Linked DNA regions of Mus musculus: region 1 is linked to region 2. The links are chromatin contacts, called in public HiChIP or PLAC-seq maps. All regions are on one chromosome and are shown on one strand. Each heading gives the region's core, a stretch centred on a gene start, on an enhancer-like site or on the middle of the called end of the contact. The rest is flanking DNA. Distances are from core to core; before and after follow the strand shown. Region 1 has its middle 64 kb from the start of 4930526H09Rik. Region 2 has its middle 49 kb from the start of Plk2.

Region 1 (5,395 bases), core at 1,114-3,613, 520 kb before region 2:
GAATTCTTGATCTTCCAGCCTCTAACTCCTGTGTGATAGGCTATAGGCCTGTGCAACTGTACTCATCCCCAGCTTTGTTTCTGAATTTCTGCTGGAGCTGCTCACATATTCCTGGAAGCTGGCACCTGACTGAGAAGCCTAAACTTGCTGGATTGAGCATGAGTGTGCAGTAGAAAGTGGATAAAGAGAAAAAATTATAGATTAAATAACCACACCCATGTGGTACGTGGGTTGTACAGTTTTGCATTCTTTCCTTTCCATCCTTTCACCATGAGTAGAGAAGTACAATTTAACCCATATGCCATTTTAAAGTCACCTTCTAGTAAGTCATAATCAGACGAGAACTTGAACATGACGTTAGAAGCAGAAACCAACTTGCTGAGAAATCATCCGGGCTTCCCCCAACAGTCATTTGAGTGGGTTTTTAGAAAAGTAGAAAATTTCCAATTCTAGACAGACTCTGGTTTTCAAATCTTTCCCATAGTCCTTCAAATATTGAGTCTTAGGTCCAGCTGCTCTCCTCATTATTGACATACTTTGTCTTGTGCCCTGGGAAATCAAAGTTTCATTCCAACCTGGATATAGATAAGGGCCCACTAAGTCAGACATAACTGTGAGGCAGGTTTGGGGGACTGGAGTTGGTAGCCATCTGCACACCCTAGAAAGATGCAGCATTGAAGATGATTAAGTGGAGAGAGCAAGGAAGGAACTGTCAAAGACAACATCTTTCTGATGTGTATGGTGATTTCACGGTGGACCTCTGCAGCTGGTGTGTGTGTCAGGGGAGGAGGATGAGAAAGGAGCTATAATAGACTTTGTACAGTGACTGGCTTGAAATTAAGAATCCCTATTAGCCCTAGCTCTGCCGGTGAAGTATGAAGCCTAAGGCATGTCAGTTCCCATCTTATTTTAAAAGCAAATAGATGAAGTAATTTATGCATCGATCTAGTGCTCTTTTCTTTGTTAGAAACTTCGTGATGAAACAGAAATGACACATTTTAGAGCAGAAGAGATCTTACAGTTGTATGCTCTATGGCCTGGTCTAGTGATATTCCTTAGTTTCTTATTCATAAACGGAAGAGAACAAAGGCCAGAAAGTTGTTATAAAAGGACAGCCAGCATCACAAACACTTTCCAAGGTTCCAGAATATAGATGACTGTAACCAGGAAGATCACCATATCCAATGGTGCCATGACCTAGTCTGAAATAGACACATGTTGGAGAGTGACAATTGCTGTGACGAGACTCTATGACTACCCAACTCTTATAAAGGAAAACATTTAATTGGGGCTGCCTTACAGTTTCTAGGTTAAGTCCATTTTCATCATGGCAGGAAGCATGGCAGCATCTGGGCAGGTGTGGTGCTGGGGAAGTAGCTGAGAGTTCTACATCTGGATCTGAAAGCACCAGGAAGAGAAAGAGACACTGGGTTTGGCTTGAGCATTTGAAACTTCGAAGCTACCTCCAGTGTGGCACACCTCCTCAACAAGGCCATGCCTCCTAATAGTACCACTCCCTCTGCACCTATGGAGGCCCTTTTCATTCAAACCACCACACAGGGGGCAGTGCTAGATTCACTTCTGTCCCTGGTGATAAATAGCCTGGTGTCTATGTAACTAAAAATAAAATAACGCAAACCTCTGGCTTGGTCTTTGAATAGAAAACTGATGCCACAGGCTTAAAAACATTATCAGCAGTTTGGGTTCCATTGCACCATATGCCTCAATCCAACTCTGTGGCCTGGAGAACGTCACTTGGAGAACGTCACTTGGCCCTCTTGGCTCTGCTAGGAAGTTCTCCTAGTGGAGGAGAAGGCGACAGCATGTGTCTGGCTGCTTCAATCCTGCCCGGGAAGTGCAAAGCCCCATCGGCTTAAAGGGATTGAAGAATGACTTCTTTGGATGATCTTCCTGGCGCTCTTGGACTCCTGTGTTGAGAACTGAGGGGTGAGGATTAGGGAGAAGCTCCAAAGACATTGGCTTAAGCTCATTGCCACTGTTTTGGCCAATTTAAGCACGTGTAGGAAAAACAGAGAAATAAATCCATATGGTATTACATTTTCACCAACAACGAACTACTCCTGTTTATAAGAAAAATGACCTTTAGGTAAATTTGATGCCTGGGAATCACCTGAAGAAAGATTATTTTTTTGAAAGCTGTTGTGCCTGTGTGAGCCAAGAGTACTTCACGGCTATGAATTTGACAATTCAGTCTCCACAAAGCAACTGTTTGATCCTAGCAGTGATTGGAACTCTGTCCTCTAGAGGGCAGGAATGTACCAGATTTAAAGAACATGGAGGCTTGCACTGTGCTAGGGAGGAGCCAAATGCCCTGCTTACACTGTGTGAAAGAGGAAGGGAGGGAAAGAGATTACCCTAAACTAGTCTCTTAGACTAGGAACAGTAGGAAATCTTGTCTTGAATATTGAATAAGGTATTTTTAAATTGATGTGTTTTATTTTTTTTTTTCTTGGTTTATCTTGGCTTTCCTCTGCACCAACCCAGCTGGTCCTTGTTTTCATTTTTGTAGTTTTGTTTCGTTTTTCTTCAGATTTTGTACTTTGTATTCTAGGTTGGACATGAACTCACTATGTTGTTCAGGATAACCTCAAATTCCTGATGGCCCCGCCCCCACCTCCCACATGTTGGAATTATATGCATGTACCCACCACGCCCAGCTAAGAAATTCTTACAATGATTAAGCACCTTTTAGCTGAGACATTAACAGTAGAAGTAAGTTTCCTTGGCACAGCCCTTTCAGAGCGTGGGGAGACCAAGCCTGGAGCAGGGAATGGTGTCTTTTAACTCATTCTACAGATCCTGAGTAGCCTAACACAGGAGGATGCTCTGCAGATTAATCAGAAACTGAACATAAAAAGATCACTTGGGATGTTAAAACATAAGAACTGTCAGTCAAGATCTCTGGGATTGGCAGTCTGAGAGTCTTAGAAGGCCTTTTCTCCCATGCCATGGCTTTTCAGTTAACCCAGTGCTAGATGCTCTTTGTCTCCCTTGGAGAGAAATTGCCTTGAGAATATGCTTCATGTTGGCAGAGGGATTGCACAGGGAGGTTTAAACAGCAGGCTGCCGAGAGTCCAGGACATGTTGAGGCATAACCTGCTGCCGGTGGACCATGCTGCTCCAGGCGTGACCTGGGAGTTACCGGCAGAGTTTCACACCATTGTTCCTGCTGCTCTGCTTGCTCTCCAAGGAGAGGAAGGCTTACACCACAGCTTTCCCAGGGTCCAGACACTTGCCAGCAGCTGACCCATCAGGAAATGGCCTCTCCCCTCTTCCTTCCCACATTCCTTCCTTCCTGAGCTTCCCCAGTCCAAGGTGTGGCCGCGCGCCCAGAAGATCTGCTCTGCTTGATTGACAAGCAAACAAAACCTTCCTCTTAGATAAGCAAGATCACAGGTCTGTAGGAAATCTATTTGTTTCTGGATGGAGCTTGTCTGCTCTCGCTGTCTCAATAGCTACAGTGCTGACTTCATAGTTTCTTATCATATCTTTAGGATGTGTGGAACAGTAAATCCTAAAACAATGAGCTCTGCTTTGTAACATTTTTTTTAACAGGCTAATTCACAGTGAAATACTACACTTTGTTCTACAGAGTTTATGGTGGTCTCCCTTGGAGTCCTTAGCCATTTGTACTGTGCAATAAGAAAGACTAGAAGAGAGATTTCCTTTTTGAACTTTCTTTTTAATTTAGTTCTTTAGAAATTTGTTATTCCTGACAAGAGCTGGGAATTCAGGAAAGGGTGCCCCTTGCCACTTTTGGGGAGAATCTTTTTAACACAGATGCAACCCAAGAGAGAATGACAGAAAACTGTGCAATATTTTGGCTCAACAAGGTTGTCCCTTGACTTTTACATTTGTGTAAATGGAGAGCCTTCTTGGGATTTTTTTTCTTTGTTGCCTCTTGTATGGCTCTAGGTAAACCTGTGTGTGTAGGTATGCATGTGTGTGCATGTGTGTGTGTATGCATAAAAGGACCAAAGGTAAACTACTTCCAGATTCATTTTAAAGCTGATGCCTACCCTAAGATCATTTAAGGAAGAGCAAACATGTTTCTTCTTTTTAAAAGAATTTTTAAAACATTTTTTTAATTGTTCGCAACGGTTATCACTAATATCAGGTCTAGGAAAAGAGTATCTGCAGCAGACATATTGTTTCATGTTTTATTTCCCAGATGGACAAAAGGGAGATATATACATAGAAGGGGTTGATAGCAATCTCCAGAACGGCCTGTTCGTAGCCTGCAAGATAGGTATTGTTATCCACGTTGATCAAATGAGAAAACTGGTGCTTGGGCAGGTGAGTGAATTGCTATATTTACTCAGCATGTAAAGTAGGATTAGTAATCGAATCCATGATCTCAGATTTCATGTTTTGCTTCTTTAAGAGTACGTTTATTTTTACTATGATGTTTTAAAATGAGCATCTGTAACATGTGACCAGGAACTCAACTTTTCCCTCCTCTCAGTGTCCAAACTAGAGCTGTCTATTCAGCATGAAGATGTTTTCTGTGGTTGTGGTGGTTTGGCTAGGTATAGTCCCAGAGATTCATGTGTTTGAATCCTTGGCCATAGGGAGTGGCACTATTAGAAGGTTTGGCTTTATTAGAGGAGTGTGGCCTTGCTATAGGAAATGTGTCACTGTTGAGGCAGACATGAGGTCTTAAATGTTCAAGCTACTCCCAGTGTGAAACATATTCAGGCTCCTAGCTGCTTTCAGATTAAGATGTAGAACTCTCAGCGCCATATCTGCCTGCATGCTGCCATGTTTCCCACCACAATGGACTGAACCTCTGAAACTGTAAACCAGCCCCAATTAGTTGTTTTCCTTTATGAGAGTCACCATGGTTGTGGTGTATTTTCACAGCAATAAAACCCTTCAAATATACAAGACAACGTGACATGTGGCCAAACAAAGAAAAGCACTAGGGTCAGTATATTTGTGGCTTAATTTTCTGGTTGTAGTTAGAGAATTTTAAGAAAGTTTATATTAGACTCCTTTCTTCCTCTTTTAAGAAAGGAAGGAAGGAAAGAAGGAAGGAAGGGAGAGAGAGAGAGAGAGAGAGAGAGAGAGAGAGAGAACACCAAGGAAACCTAACAACATTCATTTAAAGGTTTATATTTTTGTTTTTGTTGTTTGGTTTTTTTTGGTTTTTGGTTTTTTTATATCAAGCATCTGTTTTCAAATCACATTTGGCTGACTCAAGTGTAAAACAATAAATTCAAGAAACACTTGAATTGTGTTTTCCTTGAAGCCCTCCTGGGTTTAAATGAGAAGAGGAATTACATTCTACTAAATGCATTTTGAATTTATTTGGAGCTCAAACATTTGGAAAGGCATTTATGACATCTGAGAATGTCCTCTGGACATTAAAAAA
Region 2 (5,753 bases), core at 549-3,048:
GATACCTTAGCCAATCTACTGACAAATCGATGGTCATGACGTTTCACGCAGGAACAGCAAGGGTGGCAGACAAACAGATGTCTCTAGAGAGAGAACGACAAACAGATGTCTCTAGAGAGAGAACACCACTCAGACAACTGGCAGATGGGGAGCCTAAAAGTGCAGCATGACTTCCACATGACCACAGACCTCAGCTCTACTGATAGAACACAAGGTAAAAATAAAAGCCTGGGGGAGGGAGACAGCCAAGTAACAGCACGGTATAGGATTTGGCCATGAGTTAGCCTGCTGTACCATAAATGTTGCTGCTGAGAAAATCTGCTTCTGGGGATGTATAACCCACATCGCATCACTGAGCAAAGCACAGACATGATTGAGCCACACAGGGCTTATTCTATTCCTTAAGTTATATCGTCCTATTACAAGATGAAAGCAGTATGATCATTGCTCTTAATTTATTGTAAAGGGCATTTAATCCTCTGAGCATAATCCTCACTAACGTAAGATGTCGTCCCAAAAGTAGAGATTCCTATTTTGCCCATAAGAAATATCCACAAAACTACATTTCACCAAAGGCTATGAGGCAAGAAAAGCCAGGGAGAGCAACAGGATGCCAAATTGATTCTGTTGGCTGAGCAGCATGGGGGCGTGGCTTTTACCTCCTGCATCTCATCTAGGAAAAAACAAAACAAAACCACATCAGTTACTTCCAATTTGCATTAGTTATGCAACAACCATTACAGTTCGGAACTAAACAGGACCCTTAACACTCAACTGACATTAACTGAATTTTAAGAACACCGTACTTCACAAATGTGAGAGTTCATGAGGGAATCTAATATTTGGAACTTCACACTCCCGAGAGGGTTATAGTTATTTATGACTAAAGTTTCCACACCAGCAACAGAAGACCAATGGGAGAATCTTAACCTGAAACTTTGTCATGAGCACACATAGCAAGGAATTATGGTAATCCTTCACACCAAATTTGCGGACTTTTGGTTAAGTGAAATAGATTGGAAAGAATGTGCAAAAACTAGGCAGAAATCTCGGTCCTGTGTGAACAGAACGATATTATAGAAAGTAAGTAAGGTTCGCTCTGGGTGTGGAAATCCTAGTAGAATATTCCAGAAAGAGTTTTGTTTTGTTTTGTTTTGTTTCTGCAGAGTTTGGCTAGATCTGGAGGTCACCAGAAGACAAGCATCTGCCCTATGGATAAGGAACAGCCAGAGCCTCAGGAACAGAGCTTTGAGAGACCACACAGTTTCTGACCCTGTCATGCGACACACATCTGAGGAGAGGATACGATGGTCCTGAAGGCTGTTCTAGGCTCTGCAGACTTAGCATGGCCCGGTTTCTGCAGGTAAAGAGCAATTAGAAATGAGTGGGCAGCAGACAGAGCCCAGCCAGCTTTTCCCTGAGGCAGGATTTCTTACCAGTACGACCAGTTCATCCTGACTTGGAAGGAATGCTTTGAAAGATAGAAGCATCCCTGGTATGAGACTGAAAGGCTCTCCTCAACCGAAAGTCTGTGTAGTTCTGTGAAAACAACCCACAGGCACACTGTACATACGAAGAGCACATTAGGCCAAATTGAAACCCAAAGTCAGGAAGCTGGGCTGTGATCTCAACTGTGAAGAAAAACTCAGGCCTAGAACACCAAAAGCAGCAAATGGCTGCTTTTGAGTCTTGGCCCATCCCCCACTTCTCTGACCTTTCCATCCTAAGTGTTTCAGAGGACAACTGGCCCAACCCCTTTATGTGTTTTCCTTCCCCTGGCACTTTGCTGTTAACCGGAGAAAATTGGCCAGAGTTCAAAAGCAAGAACTAGTCACTCAGAGTCACAGGAGGACAATGGCCACAGCACAATAAGTGTGGCTCTCTGTTTTACCCATAAGCCTCAAAGAAGTGAATTGAGAAGAAAAGACAGGCAAACATACTGTGAGGCTCAGCGATAAACTTTATCAAATGTCAGGGAATGAAGACCAGAGATGGTCACTGGCTCAGCCTCAAATAAGCATCGATGCTGGGCTTCAGGTCCAAACCTAATTCCAAGCCTTGGCACCCAACCCTGTTATCTACTGCCTTTCCTCTCAAATTTTCTAAGATTCAAATTAAAATTTAGGAACCAGCCAAAAGGAGAGAGAAATAATATACACACTCTGCTTATAACTCTTGGCACAGAAGGAATCCTTCAAACATTTAGAAACAGAGTTTAGATTCCACTGCAGTCTTCAAAGTAGGAATCGTTTGCTTTGAAAATGCCTTGAAGTTTTGGAAGCTGTGTATGTGAGTTGCCTGGTGTTTAATCTCTCTCATTAGTGGAAACTATGCACACACCGTTAAGCTCAGTGCAGAGTCAGCACTTACCCAGTTACATAAAAGAACACAGGCAACTCAGGTAAGAGTTTGCTCCAAATCTGAAGATAAATTCTTCTGCCGACTTTTGTTACAAGTGATTTCTAAAATATGTTACATGAATCAAATTAACTGAACTATCATGATCATTTTGCCAGGTACGGGTTGCTGGGGGCAGTGTCTGGTTTCTCCTGGGAATCAACCACAGCATTCATTCCTTGCTCACTAAGTTGTTCCATTACATTCCTATAGATGTTGGAAAGGCATCTTTGTGGTCATATCCATACTCCCGTGTCTCCCAGGCTTTAGCAATGCCCTCTGCATGCCCTTCCTGTAGGTATCTGATCTGGTTTTCAATGTCTCGGGAAGGTAACCGTTAAATGAAGGAAAACTTAATCATATGATAGATACTCTTTGAGTAGTGAACTAAACCCCCCCTTTAAAAATCCTGAATGCCAGTCTCTCTTAACACTCACCCACAGATCTGAAATCTACTTTACTCTTCCTAAGCTAAATACTGGCTTACTACGAGCCACACATGGCCATATTGGCAATGCCTAATCACCTTGATGATTGTTTAGTTAATAATTTGTCTTCTCAACACAACCACAAGCAACCAGAAGGGAGAAACCTGATTATCAGCAGAAGTCTTTTTTTTTCTGATATTTTCATTGAAAGATCGAATAAGTCTTCGGGTTGTATTTTTACAATCAATAACCAACGTTTATTTCTGGCTCAGGAGACAAGAACTCTTACCAGAAAACCAAGGATGGAAGTGAACCCCTGCTGGAGAGCTATTGAAATCTCCAACAAGCCACAGAGTTTTCGGGGCACTCTTAGCAAGCTCAAGGAAAACCCACTGTGCCAACAGTTAGATTAAAACAAGCTATTTCTAGAGTGTTAAGGCTCTATGTAATCTAACGCCTGCCAGGAATTGACAGAACTAGGCATTCTGAAGAGAAGCAGGATTCTCTGATGTGAACTTAAGCGAGATTGTAGAAAAGCCACAAGAAAGGTCATAACCTCTTCCCTTCCCAAGTCAGACTGTTCGTGTGTCAGTGTTGAGCTCCAAGTTTCATGGGTTTCTACATTTATTTAACACCATGCCACAATTTCTATACAATCCATGATATTATAGTGTGAATTAGAAATGTACATTAGATTTCTCACACTTTTCTTAGTTAAAAAAAAAGCATAATTAAGAAGCACATGTTGGATTAAATAGCAGCTTATCTATGTCTATCTACACAATTTACTTAAAAACAATCACTGGCTCTCCTAGTGTAAAACTCGAAAATGTACTTGACTTTCTTTGGAGTAGCCACCTTCAGCAGTAAGTGTCCTTAACCTTTGTCTAGTGGAACCCACATTTTGAAGTGATCAATGTTATGCCTAGAAGTAGTTTCCTCCCTCCAGGATAAGACTGAGTTCAACTTAATTTAAAGCAAGTACTTATTGAACATATTGGATGGTCCAGCAACTCTCACTGGTTGTGATAACAGTATTCCTCAAGCAACCTGTAGTTTTATAAGTCATTATAGCTCAGAAAGAATCCCATAAGGTAGGTCTCAGATAATAGAGCAGGCAGATAGAGAACAAAGGCTGTCATCAAAGGGCTTGGGACCCCACTGAATCATGACATCGCAAGATCTGATCTCATCTGTGTATCTAATAGAGTTTTGGAGCAGGTTGCATTCTTAGCAAATGGCCTGAGGTCTGAACAACGTCTATCAGAGACAGGAGTACTGACTGGTGATTAGAAGCCTCGGGGGAAGGCGGCACTCTTACATGTCTCTCTTTGAAGACTGGAAAGGATCCCCCCGAACCGCCCGTGACTCTGGATCTGCCATGAGCATCTTATGCTTACAGGGCCTGAGGACCTAGACACTGTTCCTTCTTTGGCTCCTTAGAACAGGTCCCTTGGATGAAGGTTTCTTATCAAGCTTAGCTGAGCAAGGAGTCACAGTGTCATTGGGAACAGTTGAAAGTTAGCACATAGGCCAAAAACATTAGGGTGGAAAACTAACTTTTTTTTCTTTTTTTTTTTTTTTTTTTTTTTTTTTAGATATCTAAGTTTCATTTCCTCTAGCTGAGCCACTTAACAAATTCTAAGAGTCATGGATCTAAAAGTCTCAAGGACAAAGAGAGAGTGGTTTGCTATTTTAGCTTTCGGGAGCATTCTTGCAAGCCAGAGGCTACATTTATCTTTATTTCCTGCCCTACGACAAGATAGATACCCCCCAAATATCTCACGTTTTAAAATTGTATAACGGATCAGTTGTTTGAGAAGGTATGCAAGAAGGGCAAGATGCCTTCCCCAGGTTTGTGTGGCTAATGGGGAACTAGTCATTTGTAGAAGTTGACTGGAAAGACAGGGCTACAGAAGGAGTTGGACTGGTGCAGATGTGAACTGCAGGAAAAGGAATAAAACACGGCAGAAAGAAAATGAGTTTTGTCGTCTGTTGTTAATTACTTGGCATGGAATTCATTTGGTAAAATTCTAGTTATGAAAGTTTATAAGTCTGTTTTATTTTATGTATACATAGCAGTCATAGAGAATAAGCCACTTCTTCATAATGAGTAATTAAGACTCCTCTTCCTTATTGCTTACCTTCTGTGTCAGCCAGCATGATAAGATTGACCCAAAGTTGTCTTAGACAAAAAGACAACTTTACAGCCCAGCGTTCTTGCTCTCTCAAGACCAAGCCAACCACACCAGGATCAGTAGAACCTTACTCACTCAAGTTGTGGTTCTGTTCTTGGCGCTGCCTACACTCAAGTTTTAAAGGAAATCTTGAGAAACTAAGCTGTTTCATGTCCCATTCTCATTTGATTGATAAACTATCACCATAGCCTGGATTTCCCCAGCCCTCCTCCCATGACTCCCTATTCTACAAAACAAAGGACTGCACACTTCTTCTCAATAGTCTAGACTATTTATCCTTGATTTTTTTCTGCCTGTAGAAGTAGCCAAATTCCTTTAAGCAGCTTGAGGTTTCTTTATTTGGAGCAAACGCCTGTAAGTCACTAAGATGTACAACTGCAGAGGACCCTGTACACAGGGAAGGATCCAGAGTTCCATGCAACATCAGGGGTCCCTTTACATCATTCTATACTAAGTAGTTCTTAGTTATTCTAAATCTCCTGTACTACAAAGTCTTCATTTGTTAAATGGTTAAATACACTATCTTCTTGACGAACTGTTAGAAACCCCCTTTGATTCGTTCTGGCTTGTTTTTGAAACTTTAAGTGATTTTATAACAGTATAGCTAGGCTGACACTCATTATGCAGCACTGTCTGGCTTCACACTTATAATTCTCTGTCTCAGCTTCCCAGTGCTTGGATTATAGTTTAACACCACAATACTCATCTTAGAGATACTTATGGGTGCTGA

Evidence for each region. HiChIP or PLAC-seq counts read pairs in DNA pulled down with a chosen protein or histone mark.
Region 1: an H3K27ac HiChIP or PLAC-seq map of trophoblast stem cells shows a contact between it and region 2, with 6 times the contacts expected there. The contact joins two enhancer-like sites. A contact is called at or near these places in 2 of 15 datasets of contacts at CTCF or cohesin (both in the NIH/3T3 cell line), 5 of 484 Hi-C or Micro-C datasets (the AtT-20 cell line, the HL-1 cell line, bone marrow-derived macrophages and 2 more), 4 of 115 datasets of contacts at active chromatin or transcription factors (T-cell acute lymphoblastic leukemia, embryonic stem cells, extraembryonic endoderm stem cells and 1 more) and 1 of 9 other capture datasets (embryonic stem cells).

Annotation. Positions count from the first base shown.
Region 1 is chr13:110,965,184-110,970,578 of GRCm38.p6, reverse strand. No RefSeq gene overlaps it. Among named protein-coding and RNA genes, the nearest start is that of 4930526H09Rik, 64 kb to the right of the region's middle. Within about 2 kb of position 2,363, at least 130 of the 459 cell types and tissues checked have an H3K27ac peak or open chromatin away from gene starts, as enhancers often do. A contact at or near this core is called in trophoblast stem cells and uterus, where this site is marked.
Region 2 is chr13:110,441,111-110,446,863 of GRCm38.p6, reverse strand. No RefSeq gene overlaps it. Among named protein-coding and RNA genes, the nearest start is that of Plk2, 49 kb to the right of the region's middle. Within about 2 kb of position 1,798, at least 35 of the 459 cell types and tissues checked have an H3K27ac peak or open chromatin away from gene starts, as enhancers often do. A contact at or near this core is called in trophoblast stem cells and uterus, where this site is marked.